Linked DNA regions of Mus musculus: regions 2, 3, 4, 5, 6 and 7 are each linked to region 1. Evidence: chromatin contacts called from public HiCAR-type and promoter capture Hi-C data. All regions are on one chromosome and are shown on one strand. The core of a region is the stretch at or near the end of the contact, and the rest is flanking DNA. Distances in the headings are between cores, read along the strand shown. Region 1 holds the start of Cdkl3 (cyclin-dependent kinase-like 3). Region 2 holds the start of Slc22a21 (solute carrier family 22 (organic cation transporter), member 21). Region 3 overlaps Aff4 (AF4/FMR2 family, member 4). Region 4 holds the start of Mrnip (MRN complex interacting protein). Region 5 holds the start of Rad50 (RAD50 double strand break repair protein). Region 6 holds the start of Slc22a5 (solute carrier family 22 (organic cation transporter), member 5). Region 7 holds the start of Aff4 (AF4/FMR2 family, member 4).

Region 1 (3,694 bases), core at 511-3,010:
CGGGAATTGGTGGGATTTAATATTAACCATTAAATAAACAACAAATGAACAAAAAAGCCTGTGTGGGTATGTGATTGTATGCACATGCCTGCAGGTGTCTCTGGAAACCAGAAGTAGGTACAGGATCCCTGGGAGCTGGAGTTACAGGCAGTTGTGAACCTGCTGATGTGGGGTGCTAGGAAATGACTCTAGTCTAGGAAGTGCTTTTAACCACAGAGCCATCTCTCTGGCTCAGCGTGAACCACTCTTATTCAGGGTTATTTTACTATACCCTCCTGCATAGTTATGCCACTAAGGAACATTTTTTTTTTCTTCAAGACAGGTTTTCTTTGTTTAACAGCCTTGGCTGTCCTAGAACTCACTCTGCAGACCAAGCTGGCCTTAATCTCAGAGATCTACCTGTCTCTGACTCTCCAGTACTGGAATTAAAGGTTTGCACCCCAATACCTGGCAAAAAAAATTTTTTTTCCTTCTTCCTACTCTCATCGTTTTCCACAATCCCTTGTACAAAGCAGACATCCTTACTAAGTATTATACTTGAATAGTTTTGAATGATTTTACAATACTAGCATAATTGTTATACACAAGCACACAATCTTATATCAATAAAAAAGTACAGATTGTAGACAATGAGGGTTTCTCTATGACAGGTCTTAGTTTATCTGTTAATGGAAACATTCTTTCATATATTTTATTTTTATCCCATAACAATTTCTCTTTTGACTTAAATAATCAAGGAAAAAGAAGATGGGTGTTTCAATGTAGGCCTGTAAATCTTAGCCCTGGAAAAAAATAAAGCATTTCAAGACAGCCTGGGCTGCATAGCAAGATAGGTCCCAATGGGAAAACAAGAAAAAATATATATAATAAAAGGCAAAAGAAGCAAACCTTTAGAAACTTTATTTCTCTCGTTGCAATTTTGTTGACAGATTTTTCTGGTTTCTCATAGAAAATCTTAATGGCCACTATTCGCCCAGTGTCCTTATGTTTGCATTTCATGACCGTTCCATAACTTCCCTCTCCCACTTTTCCAAGGGTTTCATACATCTCCATTTTCAAGCCTGGCTTCTACTTCACAGAAATAAAGAAAGAAAACGTTAAACGTTCACACTTTCAATTATACAAGCTCTATAATGCTTAGAGATAATCCCCTACTTTCGGATATAAGAACAAAAACTAGGAGTGCCGGCTACAGCAGAGCCTGCTCGAGGGAACTCTTAAATTGTCTAAGAAGCTCCAACTTTCACCAGAACGCAGGATGTCCTTCATTAATCTAGCATTTTGTGTAGACCGGGATTGAGAAATAAAAGAGGTCTGATATGCGTTTAACTCAGGCATCCTTTTAGAATACGGGATTTACAATTTGAGGTCCCCTTTCAGGAACAATGGAAGCCAAACTAAAAAGTCCCGCTAACAACACTGCGGGTCCCTTGTTAGGAGCCACGGTCCACCAAGCGTGGGGACTCCCACCTCAGCACTAGTCACCCATACGTCCTGCCCTCTCCTCAAACACGCAGTCTGTGCAGCCCCAACCCGAGTGGCCCGTCTCGCCGCGCTGTCGACCTCGTCCTGAGAACCACCGCCGCCTCAGCCCATCCTGTAGTCCCGCCGGCCCGGCTGCGTGCAAGTCCCAGCCGGCCCGGGACACCACACCTCCTCTCCTGGCCGACCTTGCCGGCTCGGGGCAGCCGGACGCCCTGGCAACGGGGTGAGGGCGGGGCACTGCCGCGTTCCGAGCACAGTACGCAAGACTGGAAATTGCTGAGGTCCTGACCCGGAAGGGAAAGTGACACGAAGCGGAAGATAGACCCAAGGGGAAGGGGGAGGGACGTAGGAGGCCCGCGTGCTTGCAGGTGGGGGTGGGGGTGGGGGGTGGGGATGAGGGAGAGCGGGGCATTTTATAGCAGAATGAACGCCTGGAGGCTTTCGCCCGGCAAGAGAGCGTTTTGTCACCTGGGTGGTTACTGGTCCCTTACTTGTGCCCGGTTCTAGGAGGTTGACGGAGATAATTGGATCTACGGAACACTTATGGGGCTACAGTTTGCCAGTGCTTCGTTACTATTCCATGCAACCGATTTCGACCTCAAAGTCGACATAATCCTTAAACCGGGGACAAGATCGTTTTTGGATAGAGGGCTTAGCTCGGTAGTAAGCCACATACTCAGCGTTCACTACTCCTCTGACTTATTTCTAACACCATTTCTGTACACATTTTCAGTTTCCCAATTACTACTGCTTTCTACCTACTAGTGATCCCTTTTTGTTTTGAGACAAGGGCTACTATATAGCTCCGGGTAGCCTGGGACTCACAATGTATACTTCCAGGCTGGCCTCAAACTCCCAAGATTATCTGCCTGCTTAGAGTGCTGTGCTGAGTGCCATCATATCCAGCCCTAGCAGTACTTTTAAAGTTTTCTCATGACGTGTGAAACGCAAAACTTTTTAGGAAAACAAAATAATTCACCGGACTCTGCCACAGGCTGAGTAAGTACAAGGACGCCTAGGGATGTACTTTTAAATAGCCCGCAGAGCTTTTAAAAGGGCTCCATTTTTACAGATCTTGATTTAACTGTAATAGCAAAAGTAGGTCATCGAGATGGCTCAGTAGGAAAAGGCTACGAAGCCCAAAGTGTAGAGTTCAATTTCTTGGACCTACGTGGTGGAAAATGAACCAACTCCTCCAAGTTGTCTTGTGACCTATACACACAAATGAATGTGCACAACGAGTGTGCTGAGTAGTGTAAAAAAGAAACTAGTTTGCTTTTTTAAAAACAAAAACAAAAAACAGTTTAGGGCTGGAGAGATGGCTCAGCGGTTAGGATTACTGACTACTACTCCAGAGGTCCTGAATTCAGTTCCCAGCAACCACATGGTTACTCACAAGCATCTGTAATGGGATCTGATGCCCTCTTCTGGTGTGTCTGAAGACAGCTACAGTGTATTTGTAAAAAAAAAAAAAAAAAAAAAAAATCTTAAAAAACAACAAACAAACAAAAAACAGCCGGGCGTGGTAGCTCACGCCTTTAATCCCAGCACTTGGGAGGCAGAGGCAGGCGAGTTCCAGGACGGCCAGGGCTACACAGAGAAACAGTTTAGACGCATTTCCATTTTTGCAATTTTGCTACTAACTGCTAGAGCCTGGCTTTGGAGCTTGAGAGTTAGGAGGGCTGGGCACTTGGCTTGGATTTTTCTTTTTCCTATAAATAAGAATGTTGTGAGACCTGCTATATGTTTACTTAAGATTTGTTATGAACTAAATATTTGCAAGGAGCAAAGCATGAATTAGTGAGCCCCTGTCATCACAAACTAACTCCTAACCCCAGCACTCAGGAGAGAGGAAGTCAGAACTATGTGAGATTGGGGCCAGCCTGGTCTACATAGCAAGTTACCCTGTTTTAATAAGTGAAATTATAGTTCTAAGACTGCGGTTGTAGGTTTCCAGCAAGCCACCTGGCCATGAAATTGTGTGAATTTTGTTAACATTCTGCTCTCTATATTTTTGGGAAGCATTCAATTTATCAAAACATTTCATTTTGGATATTAAAAACTATCCCGTCCATTTTTTAAAGTAATAAATTGCTAGATAAGCAACAGAATGAGATTTTTAAAAAGCGTCTGCCATTTCACTCTATGTATTTCTTGATCATGAGGAAGATTAACATTGGTATGGCTGGACGGAAATTTAAAAAAGCCC
Region 2 (3,525 bases), core at 635-3,134, 2.0 Mb before region 1:
AGATTCAACAGAAACATCCTATAAGATACACACCGAAGTCCCAAGACTTAATATGAAAGACAGGGATTGGTGATTTTTAATAAGAATCAAATGCATTTCAATACTTTCCATGCCAACTTAATAATAAAATAATAACATAGTCTTACAATTAATTCCATACTCTTTAAGGAAAAGCTTTTCTTACACAACTGGGATCCAATCCAAGGTCTGGTGCATGTGAGGCCACACCCCAGCTCTAAAGGCTTCTACTATGAGCACTGGCAGGGAGAAAGAACACAGGACAGCCACTTACATCTCAACCTCACATGTCCCTGCAAGTACCAATATGTAACGATACTTCAAATTGTTAGTTCTTTATGCAAAACTTGAATCTGACCACGTAAAATTTTTATTTACTAGATCTGGACATTTTATTAATATGGCTGTGACAATTATTGTTGTCAACTTGACAGGGTCTAGAATCACCTAAGAGAGAAACCTCTAGGTGTCTGTGAGGAAGCTTCTAGATCTCATTAGTTGGAGTGAGAAGAGTGACCCTCAGAGAGGCAGCATCTGTTCCATGGCCTTTGGTCCAGGACTAAGTAAGAGGAGAGAAAGCAAGCTGAGCACCAGCATTTCTCTCTCCTGGCTTCCTGACTGAGGCGACTGTGACAAGCTGACTCCTGCCACCCGGCCTTCCCAGAGTGACCGACTCTACCCTCTAAGCACAAGCCCAAACCTCTTCTCCCTTAAATTGCTTTTGTCTCTGTAACCAGAAAAGTTACGAATACAACAGCTACCAAGACAATTTTAATGATAATGTGCATCTGCTGTACACACCTGTTGTCCCTGCTACTAGAGAGGATGAGGCAGGTGGTCATTTGTGACCAAAGTTGCAGGTAAAGCCAGGGAAATACAGTAGGCCCCATCTAAATAAGTAAATAAATAAATAAATAAAATTATAAATGTAACTTCTCATTTCATTTGACAATATTACTTTAGAATTACACAATTGCTATTTTTATACCTTATCTTTTTAATTTTAGGAAATACTATTTGCACAAAACAATGGATTTCATTGTAAGGCTCTGTGTTTGTTTTAAGACGGGTTTCACTGTGTAGTCCTGACTGGCCTGGAACTATGTAGATCACCAGTCAGCTCCTGAATTAACTGTAAAAAATAACTAATTTGAGGGTATAATCCTAGACTAAGATCCTTAATCTTGAAGTTAAATTTTTATATTTGCTTAAGTCGATTTGATGAATAACTGAATGATTTCTTAATCTTTAAAAACATAAAGCACAGAACAGAGCCTAGAAATTGAAATTCATTGCCCACAGCCTCATGACCACAGCCTCAAAATTTGTCTCAATCTCTTAATGATTATTATAATATGACATTATGTGAGTGGGCGTTTTGATTGCATGTATGTCTGTGCACTATATGTGACAGGGGACCAGAAAAGGGGATTAGTTCCCCCGGAACTGGAGTTACCAGAAGGTTGTAAGCCTCCAATGCGTGCTGGGAATTGAACTCAGGTCCATTGAAGGAGAAGACTTTTGGTGGGATACAATCCCTTTCTGACCCATAACAAAAAGTTGAGAGGGTGTTTCATACCGAAATCCTACGCCTTTCTCCAAGTCAACACCCAGCTTGGTCACAACTTCCCCCAAAGGAGCCCTGGGGACCAGCTCGGGGTTGTGGCTTGAGAAGACCCATCCCTCCCTCTAGCAGCAGCTTCGGGGCGGGGACTACAGCGGCCCCGCCCCCAGCCCGACTCGCTCGGGGGGTGTGGCTTGAGAAGACCCGTCCCTCCCTCTAGCAGCAGCTTCGGGGCGGGGACTACAGCGGCCCCGCCCCCAGCCCGACTCGCTTGCTCTCGACTGGGAAGGACTTTACCTCAGGGCGTTCCTCAGCGAACAGCTCAGAGTAGTAGGCAAGGGACTCCTAGGCTCCCTCACACCCGCGCAGTTCTGAAGCCAGGCTCCATCCCGCTTCCGCACTGTCCAGCCAGCTCGGAGACCGGGACCAGACCCGCCTCACGTACAGGCGCGTCCAGTGCCCACTACGGATCACTCAGACTCCTGCCGCGCCCACCCCACGGTTCGCCTCAGGACTGCACGGCCGGCCTTGCAGTCTAGGCCAGACTCCGCGCGGAGTCCATCATGGCCTCACGTCCTCGGTGTCTCTGGCGCTGGCGGGGTCTGAGGCGGCGGGAGGAACTCACGAGCTTCTCCGTGTGGAAAACGTCTCCCGACGCTTTCTCGAACTCCTCTTCGACGAGTGACTGGTGCTCCGCGTGCACGGACAAACCGTGCGCCGCCCACTGCGCCCGAGTATCCTCGGATTCCCGGCGGGACGCCGTGGGCTGCCGACTCTATGCTTGACTACGACGAGGTGACCGCCTTCCTGGGCGAGTGGGGGACCTTCCAGCGCCTCATCTTCTTCCTGCTCAGCGCCAGCATCATCCCCAATGGCTTTACTGGGTTGTCAGCCGTGTTCCTGACGGCGATCCCGGAGCACCGTTGCCGGATACCAGACACCGTGAACCTGAGCAGCGCGTGGCGCAACCACAGTATCCCGATGGAGACGAAGGACGGACCAGAGGTGCCTCAGAAATGCCGCCGCTACCGACTGGCCACCATCGCCAACTTCTCTGAGCTAGGGCTGGAGCCGGGACGGGACGTGGACCTGGAGCAGCTGGAGCAGGAGAACTGCCTGGATGGCTGGGAGTACGACAAGGACATCTTCCTGTCCACCATCGTGACAGAGGTAGGTGACAGCCCCCCTGTCAGGGTCTGGTGACATCGCAGGCAATGGTTGTTCCTTAGTTTAACCACAAGCTCCCTGGTGATGAGCATCCTTTAAGAACATTTTATGAGATGACTTCTAGCCATAGTACGCCCCTCAGAGGACAAATGTCTGGCAGACCATCCGTCCATAGGGTCCCATTGAAGATAGAGTCCAGAAGGTTCTGCCCCTAGGAGATGCCCTGAGACCCTGAGTGGTGGGACTTTCTCGAGGTAGTGATGTGATTCAGAGGGGCCGGATTCAGACTTGCTCCAGAGAAGAGACCACAGGTTTTAGCCTCTGTTCAGAAAGGAAAGACTCTTTGCAGAACTTTTTAAAGTTAAAGAAACGTGTGTTCCAAACTCTCTACCCTTTCTGGAGTTATTCTTTCTTCCCTCACCTATCCTTACCCCAAAATGAAGTCTTGCCATGCCCCAGGAGAAACTGTTTTCCATTTGCCAGCGATGGATTGTTACTTCTTAAGGACCCATGTGTCTGCAGATCTATCCAGGGTGACTTGTTGGTATGGAGTCTTTTCCACAGTATTCTGGGACAAGATCACTGAAGAGGTTAGGTAAGGCATGTAAGGTTACTCTGAAGAGCGATGGAAACCTAATTCCTCATTCCCTTACACTTTATTCTTGGGTGACTTTGACATTTCTCAGTCACTCAGCTGGGGGATGTGACATGCTGTTTAATGGTGCATGTGGATGTGTTTAGTGACTTGGGCACCTGGGGTTTGTACCCACTCCTCT
Region 3 (3,761 bases), core at 291-2,790, 1.4 Mb before region 1:
ACCAATGGGTCTCAGCATCTCAGGTTCTCTATCTAGCAAAGGATGGCCTTTGCCTCAGGGTATGCACCCGCACTCCTGGCCTTCTCTAACCTTAAACATGTGTTCCTCCTCCCTGGCTTGGTTTTAGGGTCTGAAAAGTCGCAGCTGAATGCCTCCACTGGAAGGTATGGGAAAGGTACATTTACAAATGTGACCGCTGGCCTAGTCAGTGCGTCTTCCCAGACCTTCTCAGTATTTTTCCTACTGATTTTACTCATAGCAACACTAGGTGTACAATATTACTGGAAAAGAAGTCTGCCTCTCTAATTGAAATGTGAAGCTGGATGGGATTTGTATTCCACATCCTAGAGGAATGAGTTATAGGAGTCCGGATTTGAACTAGGTGCTCTGGCTTTCCAAGTCACTAAGGTATAGTCTAAACACCATTCCACCCACCTAAAACAGTCATCCTCAGTAGATGTCCTTGGGACCCAGACACCTTACAGACTCCTATAAATCAAAATATACAATGAAGCCATTTTGTTCAATTAGCTATTGGAAAATTAAAATCTTTCCCACCCTGTAAGAGCCCTATTATACTACAGAAGGGCTCAAATATATTTCAAAAGTTAATTTACTACAAATCATAGTAATTAAGCTTTAACAATCTAAAGGAATACACATTGCATCCTTGAATGTTAATATTCAAGGTGCCAAGAACAAAGTGTCTTAGATCAATTTAATAAATAATGTGGAAATAGTTGCACTAAGCTAAAATACTAAACACACACATTTTTGACAAACTAATTCCATGTTTTCATACATACATACGTACATATATATAAAGTGTGTATGTGTACATAATTTTAAGATCCAAAGTCGCATACCCTCATACCTAGAAGAGTGTACAGCATCCCCCTTCTCAATTGAGCTAGGCATCACCCCACGGAGCTATTCCTGGTTGCACTAGAAGCTCCTCTGAGCACCAGCTCCAGGCAGTGCTTGTATTCCTGACAAGAGCCTCTGTAGGCCCTGGCTACACAATGCAAGCTCACTCGATAACCGTCAACGTACCAAAGTTTCAGCTGTTAAATACAAATGATGCTTTCTAATCTAGCTGATTAAACCATTAATGAAAAGAAACGAAGAACAATTTTAAAACAAAACAATAACAGCTACTCTAAAGCCACAAGTGTGTCATTCAAAGTGCAGCCCAGGTGCCTGTAAATCCCTAGTGCAAGAGCTTCCCAGAAAAAACAGCAACTGTGGACGCATGCACACATTACTCTGAATTGCTTTGACAGTGGAGAATTAAATCAGTAGTGGTCAACCTTCTCCCTTCAGCAGCTCTGTGACTTTATTTGAAGCACTTACAGATAATAAAGTGACTTCATAACTTCTTGCCCAGAAAAAGGTGTCACTGAGCAAGGAAAGGGCTGGGTGTTCTCCAGCCAGAATGGGACATGGGCTAGGCTGTGTAATCTTGAATGCATGGAGGGGAGTGCTCCCACAGCCCAGCCTCTCCCAGGCAGGACTACTGTGACAGCTGCATCACTGTGATCCTGTGATCACCTGTCCAGAGTCCAATGGTGCATGCTGCTGCCTCCTGCCATAGAAATGTGATCTTAAGAGCAGTGAACTGAGCATTAACAATAGTTGCTATTTCTATTACTAACTATAGAGTGAATACAAGTTTCAGACTAAGTTTGTAGCCACTTGTCAAATCAGCTTTAAATGGCTAAAAAACACTGAGGGCACCTACCGAGAGGGAGGGATGGTCACTTGTAAAGGAGTCCAAGGTATGTGCTGGACATGACTGAGACAAAACATCTGAGAAGAGACACAGAGTGTATTCTCACACACTATGACATCAAAAATGCAATCGCTTAGGATCAGATTTTGATCCATTGCCCATTTCTATGTGGTGAGGAAAATCCTCCACAATGAAAGGTTCAACCATTTCATTCTCCAAGAACTGACAGTTTTAAAGGGAAAACATCTTAAAGCAGCACCATGAACACGTAGGAAACTCTGCTTTAGCATGACGTCAGAGGCGCACTAGAATGCGCTGCACACAGCCCAGAGCTGGAAAGCAGAGCCCCGAACTGCAGCAGCGGGGCTGAAAGCACAGGGAGAGGGTGCTTGCTCTACTTCTAAGGCCTCCCTGAAATGGAGAAGCCAGAGTGAGAGAGAAGAGGCAAGGACAGGACACACAGCTGTTAGACCATGGAGGTTACTAGCACAAGAGAGGAACCGATGGCCTCTGAAGAAGCATTCCGTAAATACACTACGATTAAAGTAGGAAGGTACAGAGGCAATTTCTCCAAGGGAAAAATGTTCAATTCAGCATAAGCTATAGGTATCAACCCTCAACACTATGTAAAAATAATGAGACACAAAGCAGTTAAGCTCTGTAGATATGAGACTGCAGGACAAAGTTCACTATCTTCAGAAACAGGTGGTGAAGGAGTCAGAGAGGATTTGCGACACTGCTGCGTGAAGGTTGCTATCCCCTCTTCCTCCTTTCCATTCAAGTCTCAACAATCATCTGCTAACAGGGGATTTTTCTCCCTAATTGGATGGATTTTTGGAATGAGAAGGAAAAGCCATTTTTTGAAGCAGCATTATACCCAATTGATTACACTAAATCAGGTACCAAAGTACTAGCTTTTCTGAAGGAGTCTTAATGTGACTCTAAAAGAAGATTTAAAATCAAAGAGGATTTGAAATTATTATTGTAGAGGACCAACCATGCATGGCTAATCTGGTCCCAGCATAAAACTTTATCTGTAAACAATCCATAGAGTTATCATTTAAAGTTAAGATTTAAGGCACACCAGACATGACGGGGTCACTAAAAAGAAGTATAGAGGAAGAGAGACATCCTCGCCCTTCACTGCTATGCGCACCTTGCGGGAACAGTAGTTTGATAAGGAACTGTTACAGAGCTGGCTTCCTAAGCCCTGTCTCTATCATCTCCCCCTTTCCAAGAAAGCTCACAATGAGCCAAGTTTGGTACTTTCCTAGTATACATTTTCTTTCTTTAATGTGACAAGGGATTGTGTAGCTCAGGCTAGCCCCAAACTCACTGTCTAGCTTTCTGTAGCTTGAGGATGATTCTGACCTCCTGACCCTCCTGATATCCCTCCCCAGTGTTGGGATTACAGATATACAAAACCATGCTCAGCTGCTACTGTGAGTTTTCTGATCCTGTCAAAAGCATACATCATTGATGAGGATCTTTGGAAAGAGAAATTAATTTTCTCCACATTAGACATTGGGACACCTCCTTTCAAGCTCCAGTTCCTGAACTGTCAGATCTGAGCATCACAATCTCTCCACCATAGGGGAAATCCACAGACTTTAACCTTCAAACATTAGCAATGAATACAGGCTGCAGCCTTCAGAAACTGGATCACTGTTTTTAGGAGTAATTTACTCTGTTTCAATCAAGTGTCAAATGAGTAAAACAAAAAAGAATATAAGGTTTTAACAAACTCATAGTTTAAGATTGTCCTTTATGAAGCCATTCAGTGCTTCCCCAGCAAATCTATCTGCTTTTTTGTAATGCATTAGATGCAATGTAGTCACCTTGTGATTGCTAGTGTTACTAACACACATTCACAGTTTTGAAATAATGCATACTAAACCAGACCCACTCCATTTCTGCACCCATGCAGAATGCCGTCTTCTCATGTTTAAATGACTTTTCACATGTGGAAGAGCATCCTTAATACCAAGCATAAATCCTACAATAATAAAACTGTAGTAAGACTTGAAAG
Region 4 (3,317 bases), core at 610-3,109, 1.8 Mb after region 1:
CTGTACTATTTAATAGGTAGGTGCTGGGAAGATTGGCCATTTGTATGAAACAACAAACATCCAGTTGGAGTTTTGCCATCCCAGGGTCCAAAAAAGGAATGTCAATGGGTAAAAGTTTATTTGCTGAGCAAGCATGAGGGCCTGAGGTCAGATCTCCGTAGCCACGTGAGCCTGTGTTCACAGGACTGTCGGAGGTGGGAATGGGGTCAATGGGGACTGCTGGCTGCCAGCCTAGCTCCAGGTTCAGTGATAGACCCTGTTCCAGAGAAATAAGGTGGAAAGACAGCAGAACTAATGTTCCTTTCTGGCCTCCATGTGCTTATCTGCATACAAGCATGCATATAACAGACACACAGACAGACAGACAGACACACAGACACACACACTACATGCGCATGCGAGCACAGAGTGGGGCAGGAATTCCAGAGCTGGAGATATGCCTCTGTGGCAGCTAGTACATTGGAGATACAGTTCATCAGTTAAGAGAATTGGCTGCCCTTGTAAAGGACCTAAGTTCTGTTCCTAGCACCAATGTGGCAGCTCACAACTGTCTGTCCCTCTAACTCCAGGAGATCTAAGACCCTCTTCTGGCTTCTGTGGGTACCACATTTTATGGGGTGCAGACATACATGCAAGGCAAACCATACACATAAAAATAATTTTTTTATATAGATACAAAAGCTCCTTGAAGAAATGTCATGAAAGATTATGCTTAACTATACAAAGAGATCTAGGCTGATTCGTAAGTCTCCTGGGACTGACGTGGCATTAGAGATATATACTCTAGATATTCAGGAAGCTGAGGCCAGGGATTAGGAATTAGAGGTCAATCTAAAGTAAATATTGAAATTATGTCTTGGCAACACCCTCAAAACCAAACCAAATTCCACCCCCTAAAACAATAAAACCACTACCACCAAGACTAAGATTTGGGTTGGGGATCAGCTCAGAAGTTAACTAATAAGGTTGAGGCAGGAGGATCTAGAGCCTGGAGCCAACTTGACGTATGAAACAAAGCCTCTCAAACAAACACCGACCACTATCCCCTTTAACCATTTATGGGTTGTGCTGGCTCTAATGAGCATGGAGGTAACTATTACCACGAAGATAAGGCTGCAGGTAGAGGCACCAAGTGACATCCGGGCCCACCAAGGGGAATGTCAAAATGGAGTCCAAACTGCTTATACATTATTCAGTTTTGCTTGTTTTGAAACAGGGTCTCGGATAACCCTGGTTGGCCTCAAACTCGCTAAGCCCTCCTACCTTCATTCATTGCCATGCCTAATCCCATTTTTGGGCTGTGGGAATGTTAGGCGAACACCCAACCCTAGGGCTTTTAAAGCTCACCATTCACTGTAATAAAACTGAGAAGAGACACTGAGTGTAATGATGGGCTAGGTTCTGCGTAGAGGACGCTACTCCTCAACCTGGATTCCTGACCATTTTGCTAGTATCCAATGGAAGCCGCCTCAGAAGAAACAACTACTGTGGATTCTACAACGATCATGCAAAAAACCGACATACACTGGGCTGGGTGGTAGCTCAGTGGAAGAGCGCGCCCACAGCTCTGAGCAGAACCCTCAGCAGCAACAACAGATAAACACAAACAAAATGGCAGAGGCGTGTTGTGAAGTGACAGCAACGAAGCACAGCCTTCAGCCTCGTCACTGTCATTTCCCATGGCCATATGAGACGCGGCCCTCCATATCTCGCCCACCGTCCTGCTAGGAAAGAGGGTGAGGCAGACGCCCACCCCACCTGATGCGCCTGAAAGATGTGGCAGCTGCAGCACCGTAGAACCCGAGACTGCTGAGCCGGCGCCATTCAGGACTCACTCTCCCGCCGTGAGCTCGGGCTCTGCAATCCCGCCCAGGCTCCGCCCAACCTGCGCTGGTTCCGGCCCCTCTAGGCTCAGCTCCACCTCGCATGCCCTGGTGCGTCTCTCCGTTCTTCTCTGACTGAGTCGGCCCCGCCCCTGAGAGCTCTTGAGCCGCTCTAGCCCACTGTCTCGGTGGTCACTGTTCGCCTCTCCGGCCTCCCAACCCCGCCTCCATCCCCTGACAAGCATAAAAAACAAATCAAATCAAAACAAACCAAATCAAGTCAAATCAAATCAAATCAAATCAAAACAACAACAACACAACCCGAGCTGGTGTTCCTACGTGTTTGGTCCATCGCCTTTGGCTCTCTGACTCGGAGCAGGGACGGTGCTTTTCTACAGCCAGGACATCTTTGCATGGCTGACATTATAAACTATCTTGGTTTTGAATTAAAACTGTCGTGTGACTGTGATCTCAGCATTTACAAGACGGAGGCAGGAAAACGTCAAATTAAAGGTCCTTTATCGCCGGGCGGTGGTGGCGCACGTCTTTAATCCCAGCACTTGGGAGGCAGAGGCAGGCGCACTTCTGAGTTCAAGACCAGCCTGGTCTACAAAGTGAGTTCCAGGACAGCCAGGGCTACACAGAGAAACCCTGTCTCAAAAAACAAACAAACAAAAACAAAACAAAAACAAAAAAACAAAACAAAAACAAAACAAACAAAACAAAACAAAAAAGGTCCTCTTTCCCTCCAGAGTCTGAGGCTAGTTTGGGATACAACATTGTAGGAAAATGGATGGGTCTGGAAAGTATATTTTTTATACTTTTTATATTTTTTATTTTTTATATATTTTTTGAGACTGGATCTTACTATGTAGCTGTAGCTCGCTGGCTTTAACTGCTCCTGCAGAGGACCCATATTCAGCTCCTAGCACCTACATGGCAGCTCACGAGTATCTGTAACTCTGTGGGTGCTAGGCATGAACATGGTAAATATACATACATGCCGGCAAACATTCATACTTATAAAATTAGTAAATATTTCAAAAATAAACAAAGTCATTCTAGAGCTCAGTGGTTAAGTCACTAGAGTCCTGTCTCTTCCCCCTGAAACCTGAGATTAAGGCATACCCCCAGGCTGGCTTCTTTTCTTTCTTCTTTTTATTTTTCTTCCCTCTCTGTGTAGCCCTGGCTATTCTAGAATTCCTTCCCTCTGTAGACCAGGCTGGCCTCAAACCCACAGAAACCTGCCTAATTCTGGCCACCTAAGTGCTGAGATTAAAGGCATGCTCCACCACCACCTGGCTTAATTGGTATTTTGAAACCATAAACTTTACAAGATTGGTGTTGAAGGATCATACTGTGAACCCCAAGAGTGTATACTGGAAAAAAACCTGTCTTTAGTTGTGGTGTGGCTTAGCCCTAGTTCACACCTTTAATCCAAGAGTTTTGAAAGATAACTGATCACACTATAAGATTGTATACTGGAAAAATCTG
Region 5 (3,518 bases), core at 600-3,099, 1.7 Mb before region 1:
CCAGGTCTGTCTGGCTTCTTCTTTTTCTTGAAAAAAAAAAAATTAAAGCATGAAGCCAAGTGTGGTGGCTCACACCTTTGATCCCAGCACTTGAGAGTCAGAGGTAGGTGGCTCTCTCAGTTTGAAGCCAGCTTGGTCTACATAATGAGTTCCTGGCTGCCAAGATTACACGTCACAAAATGACAATGGAAAAATTAAAATGTAATTATATCATTTCCCCCTTCCCTTTTCTCCCTTCAGCCCTCTCATGTTCTGTCTCCCCTTTACTCTCTCTCAAATTCATGGCCTCTTTGTTATTTTACACACACACAAACAACCTACCGAGCCAGTTAGTGTTACTTGTACACATATGATTTCAGGGCTAACCACTTGGTATTGGATAACCAACTCCTCCCCAGAAAAGACCACCTCTTCTCTTCTCAGCAGTTAATTCCATTGTAGTTCTCTATGGGCTCCCTTTCCATGTCAGCATGTCTACTGATGCTGTCCTTGTTCAGGTCTTGTTTAGGCAGCCATATTGCTATGGTATCATGTGTGAAATTTTCTGTCATTTCTAGGAGACACAATCTCACAGGTTTCCTGGACCTCTGGTTCTTACAATCTCTTCACCCCCTCTTCTGACATGTTCTGTGAGCCTAGGTCCAAGAGTTGTGCTGTTGATCTATGAATCAGGGCTGGGCACGCCAGGCCAGCCTTTTATTTTTGTATGAGACAGGGTCTCACTCTTAGTCCACACTTAACAGTGAAAGGCATCCTCCTGCCTCAGTCACTCACCTGAGTGCAGGAATTACAGGTTTGAGCCTCCATAGCCAGCCCCTTTCTACCTAATTCCTACCTTGTGACCTTGTTGACAGGAGCGGACTTTCTTCCTACTTATAAGAACCCTGTCTTGGAACAGCATCTGGTTTTGGGTCCACAAACTTTTGGTCTTAAACTCCTTTTGCACTTTTAAATACTGCTGAGGGTGGAGGCATTGTATATGTTACTAATAGTTCAGTGGCAAAACTTTAAAAAAAGCCTACACACACATATATACTTTGTGTATTGCCTGCATGTATTACAGCATGTCTATGCCTGGAACTCAGGGAGGTCAGAAGAGGGTGTTAGATCCCCTGGAACTGGAATTACAGATGGTTGGGGCCACCATGTGGGTGCTGGGAATTGAACCCCGACAATCTGCAAGAGCAAGTGCTCTTAACCACTGAGCCACCTCTCCAGCTCACAAAACCATTAGCTCTGCAAGGATCTCAACACAAGCCTATGTAAGCATTAACTAGCAACATTTACAGCTTAGTAGAAATGAAAACTGATTTATTCTAAAGGAAAAATATATACAAGAGTGCAGTCTATTGTAATGGCAGCACCACAGTCACGTGATCAAGAGAAACTACTCGCCACTATAAAGTGAAAAACCAAAAAAAAAAAAAAAAATAATAATAATAATAAAAAGTGACAGTGAAAAACGCTGTTAAACAGTACTGTCCGTACAGTAGATGTCATTAACAAACCACTAACTGGGGTCTCCGACTGCACCCCAGCCTACCCATGCGGTCCAGGGATCCAAATGTGGACGTAAAGTATGGTCTTCGCTACTTAAGATGGGCTAGGAGGCTCTGTAATAGCGACGCTTGGAAGACTGAGGCAGGAGAATCGCAAGTTCGAGCCTACAGAGCTAGACCCGATCTCAAAACGTCAAAGCAAACAGTGATAGGTGGCAGCTGCCTCCCTGCCCAACTTCTAAAAGACAACAGCTACTCGTCCTGCTCGTGTTGCTTAGGACTCCCACTTCCCGGCATGCCCCGGGCGTGCGAGAGGCGTGGACAAGTACGCGCCCGCCCCCACGTGACCCCAGGTCGTGCGAGGCGGGAATGTGCGAGCTTACGGTTGCTGGCTCGCTTGGCTTTTCTGGGCTGTGCAGACCCTAACCGGCCCGCGCCCTCCCGGGAAACCGAAGCCCGCGGGGCCGGAAGTGCTCTCGCCACCGGAGCTCCTGCTCGCAGCGCGTGTTCGGAACTTTTGGGTCCTCTCGCGGCGTTCCTTCCCGGCTTGCCCAGCTTCCGCCTTGAGGTTAAAACTCGCCCCTGGCACTGAGTAAAGGAACGTGGTGCAAACATGTCCCGGATCGAAAAGATGAGCATTCTGGGCGTGCGAAGTTTTGGGATAGAGGATAAAGATAAGCAGATTATCTCTTTCTTCAGCCCCCTCACAATTTTGGTTGGACCCAATGGGGCGGGGAAGACGGTAAGTCCTGAGGCGAGGGCCCCAGAAGGTGTTTAGGGCGTCGCCCTGCGCGCTGCGTGGGCCTCGGGGACCTCAGAGCCGGTCCGGCCCAGCAACTCGGAGTGTCGGAAGCCCACGCGTGCGCTCCGCTCTGGCATCTCGTTCCCGGGGAAGGCCGGCTGCGCCCCTGCTTCCCAGCCCCGCCCCCTAGTTCCGGAAGCGTAGCAGACTCTCGCCACCTACCTGTGCCCAACTGGGACCTCCCAAAAGCCCCTCCAAAAAGCTTTTTTTTTAAATATGAGAGATAGGTAACCTAGAGTTGCAAAACATGTCTACTGGTAAAACATAACGATGGAAAAAAAAAGACTTATTGTGGACATGAAGCTGATAGAGTAGCCCTAACGCTGGAAAATTATTTTATTACTTCTGAAGATTTGGGCAATGCGTTGTGACACACTCGTTTAATCCTAGATTGGCAGAGACATGCCCATTTCTATGAGTTTGAGGCCAGTTTGATCTACACAATAAGTTGCAAGATAGCCAGAAATACCAACTTGGATGTTGAATGTCAGGAGGTGGACTTTTATGTGGAAATGTTACTTGACATTGTACCAGGTCTGTTCTTAGCCTTGATCTCCTGGAAGGAAGACATAATAAAGCGCTTATAATCACTAGCTACATGTATACATATTTTTTGCTATTATTTAATTTATTTATTTTGGACACAGCATCCCACATAGCTTAGGCTGACCTGATCTTCTTGTCCACCAAATGCTAGAATTGTAGATACACACCTCCACACCTGGCTGTGAATGAATATTTGTCATAAACTACTGTGGTTCTCATCACTAAATAACACACAACTTGCTCTTTTTTTAGACCATCATTGAATGTCTAAAGTATATTTGTACTGGAGATTTCCCTCCTGGAACCAAAGGAAATACATTTGTTCATGATCCCAAGGTAATGGTGTCTGTAAAGTTTTGTATTTTAAGAATTAAATTTTTATAATTCTAAAAGTAGTGGTTGCTTATTGTAGAGGACCTTAGAGTGGAAAGTATGCAGAGAAGATGGTCACCTGCAGTGGACGCACCCAGTGATAACCATTGTTGGCATTTTTATTTTCCTATGTACTGTTTAACCCAGCAGAGATCATAGTCCTATCTAATGGTACATTTCGGGGTTTTCCCCCCAGAGCACTGTCATACAGTGTGAAGTTATTAAAGCACAATAGGGCTGACAAGAGCAGGTAAACACATTTGCTGGTCACGCCAGGGTCAAACTTAAGAAGGGTGAGG
Region 6 (3,548 bases), core at 207-2,706, 1.9 Mb before region 1:
TCTGTAACCAGAAAAGTTACTAACAGCTACTAAAGCAATTGTAGTTACAATGTTTGCCTGTTCCACCGCAATGCTGAGGAGCACGGTTGGTCAGTTGAGGTCAAAGCTACTGAGCAAGCCAGGGCAATATAGCAAAACTCATCTCAAAAAAATAAATATAGATAAAATTATAAGGGTAACTTCTTATTTTATTAGACAGTGTTGCTTCAGAATCATACAGTTGCTGGTCGGTTTTTTGTTTTTTGTTTTGTTTTTGGGTGTTGTTGGTTTTTAGAATATATTACTAGGACAAAATAATGGGTTTCATGGTAAAGTTTGTTGTTGTTGTTTATTTGAGAACCTGGAACTGGCTATAAAGACCAGACTTGATTAAGGTCCTTTGCCACAAACTCTGGTAAGTTTTTGTTTTGGTTTTTTAACAAGTTGGCTCCTGCATTAATTGTAAAAATTACAAATCTGAGAGATTAATCCTACACTAAGATCCTTAATCTTGAAGTCAAAATTTTACTATTTCTTAAATCAAAAGACAACAAAATAATTTAAGAACATAATAGTCTGGGAATTAAAATTCATTGCCACCTTTCTCATCACCAGTCTCAAAATCCACCCCTTTTTAATATATGTATATATTATATGTAAATATATATAACTATTATTTTATTTTATGTGTATGAGTGTTTTGCCTGCAAGTCTGTTTTGTCTAATGTGCCGAGTGCATGCCTACTGGGCCTGTGAGCTGCCCTATGCCTTTTAGGAAGCAAGCCAAGGTCCTCTGGAGGAGCAATCTGGACTCTTAAAGAGAGTCCTAGCTGAGCTATCTCCGCAGCCACAAAAGATGGCAGTCTTTCCAGGAAAAACTGCAACAAAGGCTGTCGTTGTCAATGAGACTCTCCGAGGTTCACAATATCTCTCAACCACAACAAAAATTTGAGAAGGTGGGCTGTTTACTGCTTAAATTCTAAGCCTCTTTCCATTGAACACCCAGAATGGTCTTCCCAGGATGGCCTTGGACACAAACTTTTCAAAGTCACCCTTTCCCTCAAGAGAAGGGCACCCTGGGAACCTGCTCCAGGAAGTGTCCTGAAAAGACCCAATTCCGCCCCCTAGAGCGGACCTGTTAGGGGCGTGGCTCACAGACGCCCCGCCTCAGTCTTCCAGTCTGGGCGGAACTAGAAGTGTTCACCCAACCCGGGCCCCGTAGAGACTATGGAGGCGTGGTCGAATGAAGCCACACCCCTCCCTCGCTGACAGTTCTGAAGCCCGGTTCAGCCCCGCCTTCTGTACCGCCCAGCTAGTTCTGAGTCCTAGCTCGGCTCCGCCTCAGGCGCACGCGCGGCCGATGGCCGGCGCCCACTGTGCGTCACTCAGGCCCCTGCCCCGCCCCCGCCGTGCCGCGCCGCGCCGCGCCTCAGAGCCGGGACGGCGGGGCGGGCCTTGCGGCCCAGGCCCATGCCCAGAGCCCGCCCCGCCCTCAGGCCCTATGTAAAGTTGGCGGTGGCCGAGTCGGAGGCGTCGGTGGGAACTCACGAGCCTTGCACGCAGAGGCTCTCAGCGCCCCGTCTCCCGCGCCACGGTGTCCCCTTATTCCCATACGGGCGCTGTGGGAGGCTGAGGACGGCATGCGGGACTACGACGAGGTGACCGCCTTCCTAGGCGAGTGGGGGCCCTTCCAGCGCCTCATCTTCTTCCTGCTCAGCGCCAGCATCATCCCCAATGGCTTCAATGGTATGTCCATCGTGTTCCTGGCGGGGACCCCGGAGCACCGTTGCCTTGTGCCTCACACCGTGAACCTGAGCAGCGCGTGGCGCAACCACAGTATCCCGTTGGAGACGAAGGACGGACGACAGGTGCCTCAGAAATGCCGCCGCTACCGACTGGCCACCATCGCCAACTTCTCTGAGCTAGGGCTGGAGCCGGGGCGGGACGTGGACCTGGAGCAGCTGGAGCAGGAGAGCTGCCTGGATGGCTGGGAGTACGACAAGGACGTCTTCCTGTCCACCATCGTGACAGAGGTAGGTGACAGCCCCCCTATCAGGGTCTGGTGACATCGCGGCGACGGTTGTAGCCCTTCGTCCAACGCACAGGCTGATGAGCATCCTCCAGTCAGGTGGCCCAGGAACATTTTATGAGATGACTTCTAGCCATAGTACGCCCCTCAGGGGACAAGTGTCTGGCAGACCATCCGTCCATAGGGTCCCATTGAAGATAGAGTCCAGAAGGTTCTGCCCCTTAGGAGATGCCCTGAGACCCTGAGGGGTGGGACTTTCTCGAGGTAGTGATGTGATTCAGAGGGGCCGGATTCAGACTTGCTCCAGAGAAGAGGCCACAGTTTTAGCCTCTGTTCAGAAAGGAAAGACTCTTTGCAGAACTTTTTAAAGTTAAAGAAACGTGTGTTCCAAACTCTCTACCTTTTCTGGAGTTATTCTTTCTTCCCTCACCTGTCCTCATCCCAAAATGAAGGCTTGCCATGCCCCAGGAGAAACTGTTTTCCATTTGCCCGCGATGGATTGTTACTTCTTAAGGACCCATGTGTCTGCAGATCTATCCAGGGTGACTTGTTGGTATGGAGTCTTTTCCACAGTATTCTGGGACAAGATCACTGGAGAGGTTCGGTAAGGCATGTAAGGTTACTCTGAAAAGCGATGGAAACCTAATTCCTCATCCCCTTGCACTTTATTCTTGGGTGACTTTGACATTTCTCAGTCACTCTGCTGGGGGTGTGGCAGGCCATTTAATGGTGCATGTGGATGTGTTTGGGGACTTGGGCACCAACTGTAGTTTCCTGGAGGCTCAGCAGTATTGAATATGCAGAATATGAGAAGAATCTTCTGTGATACTATTGAGCAACTGGTTCATTGAGTATCAGGGATTGGGATTGGCCAGTTGGAGATAGTTTCTTGGTGAGTTTAGTTAGCCCTTAGGTCTAGATCCAACATCAAGAAATGGTTTCAGGAGCAGTAGGGAGAAGCTAGGAGTACCTGTTTGGCATTTAAGACTCTTGGAGGTATAGACTGAGCTTCCCTCCTTACAGGGGCTCTCAGGTATATATCATTCTTCAAGAGTAGAGTCAGAGAGTATCCCCACAAGAGTCACTGTCTGTTTCCTTTGGGAGTTTGTGGTTAGATGTGTTCAAACCTGTGCTTACCTACTACATAAGTAGTAAGAATGAAATCTGAGCTCCATTGGGGATTTTTAACTTAAGTGACATCGTGCCAGGATCAGGTATCACTACCTAACAAAAAAGGGCCTGGTCAGTGATGGAGCACACTCCTTTAGTCTGAGCACTCAGGAGGCAGAGGCAGGAAGAACTCTAGGAGTTGGAGGCCAGCCTGGTCTACAGAGTTGAGTTCTAGGACAGCCTGGGCTACATAGGGAAGTTCTCTATTTTGAAAAACAAAACAACAACAAAAAATGTATTTACTGAGATAGTAAAGTGCTTTTGACCCCTGAGTCCACAGAGAAGGGATTGTCAATTGTTCTACATCTTAAGCTCCAAACTCATAAGTGCTTGGAAGCAAGTGATGGCAGAGGCTGTTGGGGTTGACACA
Region 7 (3,351 bases), core at 540-3,039, 1.3 Mb before region 1:
TTTGAAAATAACTTTTTAAAAAACAACTTTTTGAGACTTTTTGTTTGGAGACTGAGGGCTGCGAAAGTTAGTGACAATAAGGAACATAAACCTGAAGAAGTTGAAGAAGCCAGCTTTGTTAAAAACCAAGTGGCCACTTGCCAACACTTCTTTACGCATATGTGACCAAAGACGACAGAGTCTAGGCTTCCTCTTGGTCCACATCAGCTTCTCATCAAATCTCGAATTAAAAAGAATCTCATAAACATTTCAATACTGATAAGTTAAAAGGACCATCCAAACAAAAGAGTTTATAAAGCTTCGGAGAATCAACATGGAAACAAAGCTTTAAGCTTTGAACCTCCCCCCACCACCACCTCGGCTCCACAAAAAGCACACATTTTAAATGTCACACAAACAGCCTATTCACGGGCACCTAGGGCTTAGATTCCGGCACTGGAAAGGAGGCTAGCTTCAGTTTAAAACCTCAGCGGGGAAGAAAAACCAGAATTCTGACTTGCAACTGACGAAACTCGGAGAACCCTGAATCGAACTCTTGGTTCGAACTTCACTCACAACCATTTTCAGATCAGGGCTCTCGACTCCCCATAAAGGTGTCATCTGTGAATGAAAAGCCTAATAAGGAGACCCCACAAACACCCTGGGCTCCTGTACCCCATGATCCGTTCTCAGAGAGTGGGAAGCAACAGCAAAGTGGAAGGAACAAAGCACTGACGTCAATTACGAGATTAACCCTGCGCACAGGCAGCTGGGGAGGCCTAAACATCAATACCCAAAGCCCGGCCATGGCGATCGCCAGGTACCAGGCCGGTTCCGAGCGGGAAGGAGGGTTTCTCCTATTCCAACCCAGGTTCCCATTTTTCCACTCAAACCCCATCGACCATCAAGGACGGAAATTAACACCCCCCCAGCCTCCCCCCCTTTTTTTTTTCTTTCGGTGGAGGGGAGGTGGGAGAGTGGGGGTGGGGGGAGGTGCGCAGGATCGCGAGAAGGAAGGCGAGAACTAGTTGAGAAATGATAGCCAGAATCTGGGCCTATTTTCTCTTTAACTAGGAATGACTTGAGTCAGACGAAGGAAAAATTTTTCAAAGGATAAATCCGCCGACCGAATCAAAGGGAGGAATGGAGGAAGGGACAACGGGGGGGGGGGGGGAGGAAAAAAAGAAGAAACGGCCAGATGATGGGCGTCTGGAATGTCGGATGGGAACGGCTTGGCCTTTAAAGAAAAAAAAAATGATTTTTCTTGTTTGAAATTGATTTCGGAGAGAAAGTGGGACGAGAAAACGTAGGGCGAAGCCGGATCCAGGGGCCCCCCGCCCCGCGGGTCTCCGCCAGCGTCAGCGGCCGGAGCCTCGCCTTCCCCGCGGCGCGGCCGCGCCTCAGACGTCAGTCAGTCAGTCAGGCAGGCAGTCAGGCGGCTTCTCACCTCCAGTCCCCGCTCCGCTAGGCCCGAACCATTTCCCGACCGCGGCTGCGGCGGCGGCGGCGCCCGGCCTGCACCTTCACCGGACGCGCATTCGGGCCCGCCCAGGAGGCGGCGACCGGCTGCCTGGGGCGAGGGGCAGCGGCCGATCCGGAGGCCACGGGGAGCCGAGGCGGCGCACCTCACACCGCGGACGCCAGGGTTCCGCCCCGCTCCATGACGGCCCGGCCGAGCCCCGGACGGGTGACTGAGGCGGGGGCGGGCTGACGGGGCCCTGGCACCAAGATCCCCGCCCCGTCCGCTGGGGGCGGCGGTGGCGGCGGCGGCGGCGACGACTCGACTCCCGCAGCCGGGACTGGGACTGACGCAGTGGCCGCGGCCCATGTGACCAGGGCCGGGCTGCTGCGAGCGTCACGTGACCAGGCCGCGCCCCTCCCGCAGGCAGCGCGGGGGCTGCGGCCCTGCTGCTGCTCTGGAGGCGGCGTCGGCGGGGCTGACGCGCGGGCTGACGTGCGGGGGCGCCTGGGCCCGGGGCTGGGGAGCGGGGATGCGAAGCGCGGGTCGCAGCAGGTTCCGCGGGGCCGCACCAGCGTCAGACCCGGGGACAGAACCCGGCCCGGGGCACACGCCCTCCTGCGCAGCCCGCTAGGGAGGCGCCGCGGGGCGGGGCGCAGCCCGGCCGACCGGTTTTGGGGTGCAGGTGAAGGCCCAGGCCCTGCCGCCCGTGTCCCGCAGCGCACCGCAGGAGTAGAGAGGGAAGGATGACGTGGAGGTCCGCAGCGACGTCGTCCACTGCTGCGTGTGACTTACTGTGGGAGGATAAGCCGGCCCTGCATCGTCTTAAAAAAATAAATAAATAAATAAATAAATAAGTAAATAAATAAATATCAGCCTCTGTGGGCTACTTAGTGGATTCAAGGCCAATCTGAGCTACTAAGAAAACCCTGTCAAAACAACACACGGCGACACACACACACACACACAAACACCATCGCTCTTAACATCCTGCTAGTCCAGACAAGCCATAATTTAATTGGAATCAGTAATTAGACAAAGTTTTAAGGTTTCCTAGAATCCAGTAATAGTAGCGCAAGAAAAGTGTCCTCTTCCTCTACATCTGAAAAACATACAATCCTGTCATTGGTGTCCCATGTCTCTTATCTGCTTTCTTTATTTGATGGTACCTCATGCAGATTCTCCACCTCTAACATCTTGAAACACTTCACTCGTTATTTGTAGTTTGTAATTTCACAGTTTGGAAATCCACTCAACTACACACGAGTTCTAAGCCATGTCTCAAAACCACTATCGAGGTATGGTCTGGCGCACACCTTTAATCCCACCACTCTGGAGGCAGAGGGAGGAAGATTTCTGTGAGGCTGATATACATATCCAACACTGGGCAGGTCAAGGATATATAGTGAGAGCCTGTCTCAAAAAGAAAAACACTAAATAAATCTTAAGTTTTACATAGGGTTTCCTCTGTGTAGCCCTGGTTGCCCTGGATCTCACTTTGTAAAACAGGCAGGCTTGGTGCTCAGAGATCTGCCTGCCTCTACCTCTGCTTCCTAAGTGCTGGGATTAAAGAAGTGTATCAGTGTGCCTGGCCATCTTTTCTACTTCCTTATGAAAAATACTGGTGGTGGTGAGATAGTTCAGTGGCTTAAAGGCACTTGCCCACAATCTTGGTGACCTAAATTCTATCCCTGTAGCACACATATATATCTTTCCTTAACAGGTACATTCACACATCACACTCACATATAGACAGCCACTTGAATGCTACAACAGGGGCCCAAACTGAGGATGGAGACACATGGATGTAATCTCAGCTACTCTGCAGCTTGGGGAAGGAGGATTGCAAATTCAGCAAATATTCCTAAACTGTATAGCAAGTTTGAAGCCAACTTAAGTAATTTAACAAAGTC

Evidence for each region. Promoter capture Hi-C pulls out the DNA fragments that hold promoters and counts their contacts. HiCAR-type assays count read pairs that join an accessible place to other places.
Region 2: a promoter capture Hi-C map of hippocampal neurons shows a contact between it and region 1, with 2.2 times the contacts expected there. The contact joins the promoter of Slc22a21 here to the promoter of Cdkl3 in region 1. A contact is called at or near these places in 2 of 39 promoter capture datasets (hippocampal neurons and liver).
Region 3: a contact with region 1 is called in a promoter capture Hi-C map of liver, with 2.0 times the contacts expected there. The contact joins the enhancer-like site here to the promoter of Cdkl3 in region 1. A contact is called at or near these places in 4 of 39 promoter capture datasets (embryonic stem cells, frontonasal cranial neural crest, hippocampal neurons and 1 more) and 1 of 115 datasets of contacts at active chromatin or transcription factors (forebrain).
Region 4: a HiCAR-type map of astrocytes shows a contact between it and region 1, with 2.9 times the contacts expected there. The contact joins the promoter of Mrnip here to the promoter of Cdkl3 in region 1. A contact is called at or near these places in 2 of 39 promoter capture datasets (liver and pre-B cells) and 1 of 115 datasets of contacts at active chromatin or transcription factors (astrocytes).
Region 5: a promoter capture Hi-C map of liver shows a contact between it and region 1, with 7 times the contacts expected there. The contact joins the promoter of Rad50 here to the promoter of Cdkl3 in region 1. A contact is called at or near these places in 4 of 39 promoter capture datasets (cranial neural crest, hippocampal neurons, liver and 1 more) and 2 of 115 datasets of contacts at active chromatin or transcription factors (embryonic stem cells and large pre-B cells).
Region 6: a contact with region 1 is called in a promoter capture Hi-C map of pre-B cells, with 2.8 times the contacts expected there. The contact joins the promoter of Slc22a5 here to the promoter of Cdkl3 in region 1. A contact is called at or near these places in 2 of 39 promoter capture datasets (liver and pre-B cells).
Region 7: a promoter capture Hi-C map of second pharyngeal arch cranial neural crest shows a contact between it and region 1. The contact joins the promoter of Aff4 here to the promoter of Cdkl3 in region 1. A contact is called at or near these places in 7 of 39 promoter capture datasets (cranial neural crest, erythroid cells, frontonasal cranial neural crest and 4 more), 1 of 484 Hi-C or Micro-C datasets (embryonic stem cells) and 10 of 115 datasets of contacts at active chromatin or transcription factors (astrocytes, embryonic forebrain, embryonic stem cells and 4 more).

Annotation. Positions count from the first base shown.
Region 1 is chr11:52,002,287-52,005,980 of GRCm38.p6, reverse strand. It overlaps Cdkl3 (cyclin-dependent kinase-like 3), which reads right to left and starts at 1,760. Exons shown (of 14, transcript NM_001166654.1): 1 at 1,471-1,760; 2 at 889-1,068. The coding sequence starts at 1,053. It also overlaps a transcript of Ube2b not described here.
Region 2 is chr11:53,978,692-53,982,216 of GRCm38.p6, reverse strand. Slc22a21 (solute carrier family 22 (organic cation transporter), member 21) reads left to right here and starts at 1,884. Exons shown (of 10, transcript NM_019723.3): 1 at 1,884-2,752. The coding sequence starts at 2,360. Gm30927 (predicted gene, 30927) reads right to left here and starts at 2,186. Exons shown (of 4, transcript NR_168634.1): 1 at 1,880-2,186; 2 at 820-908; 3 at 185-257.
Region 3 is chr11:53,416,015-53,419,775 of GRCm38.p6, reverse strand. Aff4 (AF4/FMR2 family, member 4) reads right to left here. Exons shown (of 21, transcript NM_033565.2): 21 at 1-3,761. Among named protein-coding and RNA genes, the nearest start is that of Leap2, 5.2 kb to the left of the region's middle. Within about 2 kb of position 1,540, at least 7 of the 459 cell types and tissues checked have an H3K27ac peak or open chromatin away from gene starts, as enhancers often do. A contact at or near this core is called in liver, where this site is marked.
Region 4 is chr11:50,173,393-50,176,709 of GRCm38.p6, reverse strand. It overlaps Mrnip (MRN complex interacting protein), which reads right to left and starts at 1,859. Exons shown (of 7, transcript NM_026543.3): 1 at 1,759-1,859. The coding sequence starts at 1,824.
Region 5 is chr11:53,705,650-53,709,167 of GRCm38.p6, reverse strand. Rad50 (RAD50 double strand break repair protein) reads left to right here and starts at 1,849. Exons shown (of 25, transcript NM_009012.2): 1 at 1,849-2,241; 2 at 3,100-3,183. The coding sequence starts at 2,113.
Region 6 is chr11:53,889,611-53,893,158 of GRCm38.p6, reverse strand. Slc22a5 (solute carrier family 22 (organic cation transporter), member 5) reads left to right here and starts at 1,456. Exons shown (of 10, transcript NM_011396.3): 1 at 1,456-2,012. The coding sequence starts at 1,620.
Region 7 is chr11:53,349,205-53,352,555 of GRCm38.p6, reverse strand. Aff4 (AF4/FMR2 family, member 4) reads right to left here and starts at 1,789. Exons shown (of 21, transcript NM_033565.2): 1 at 1,427-1,789.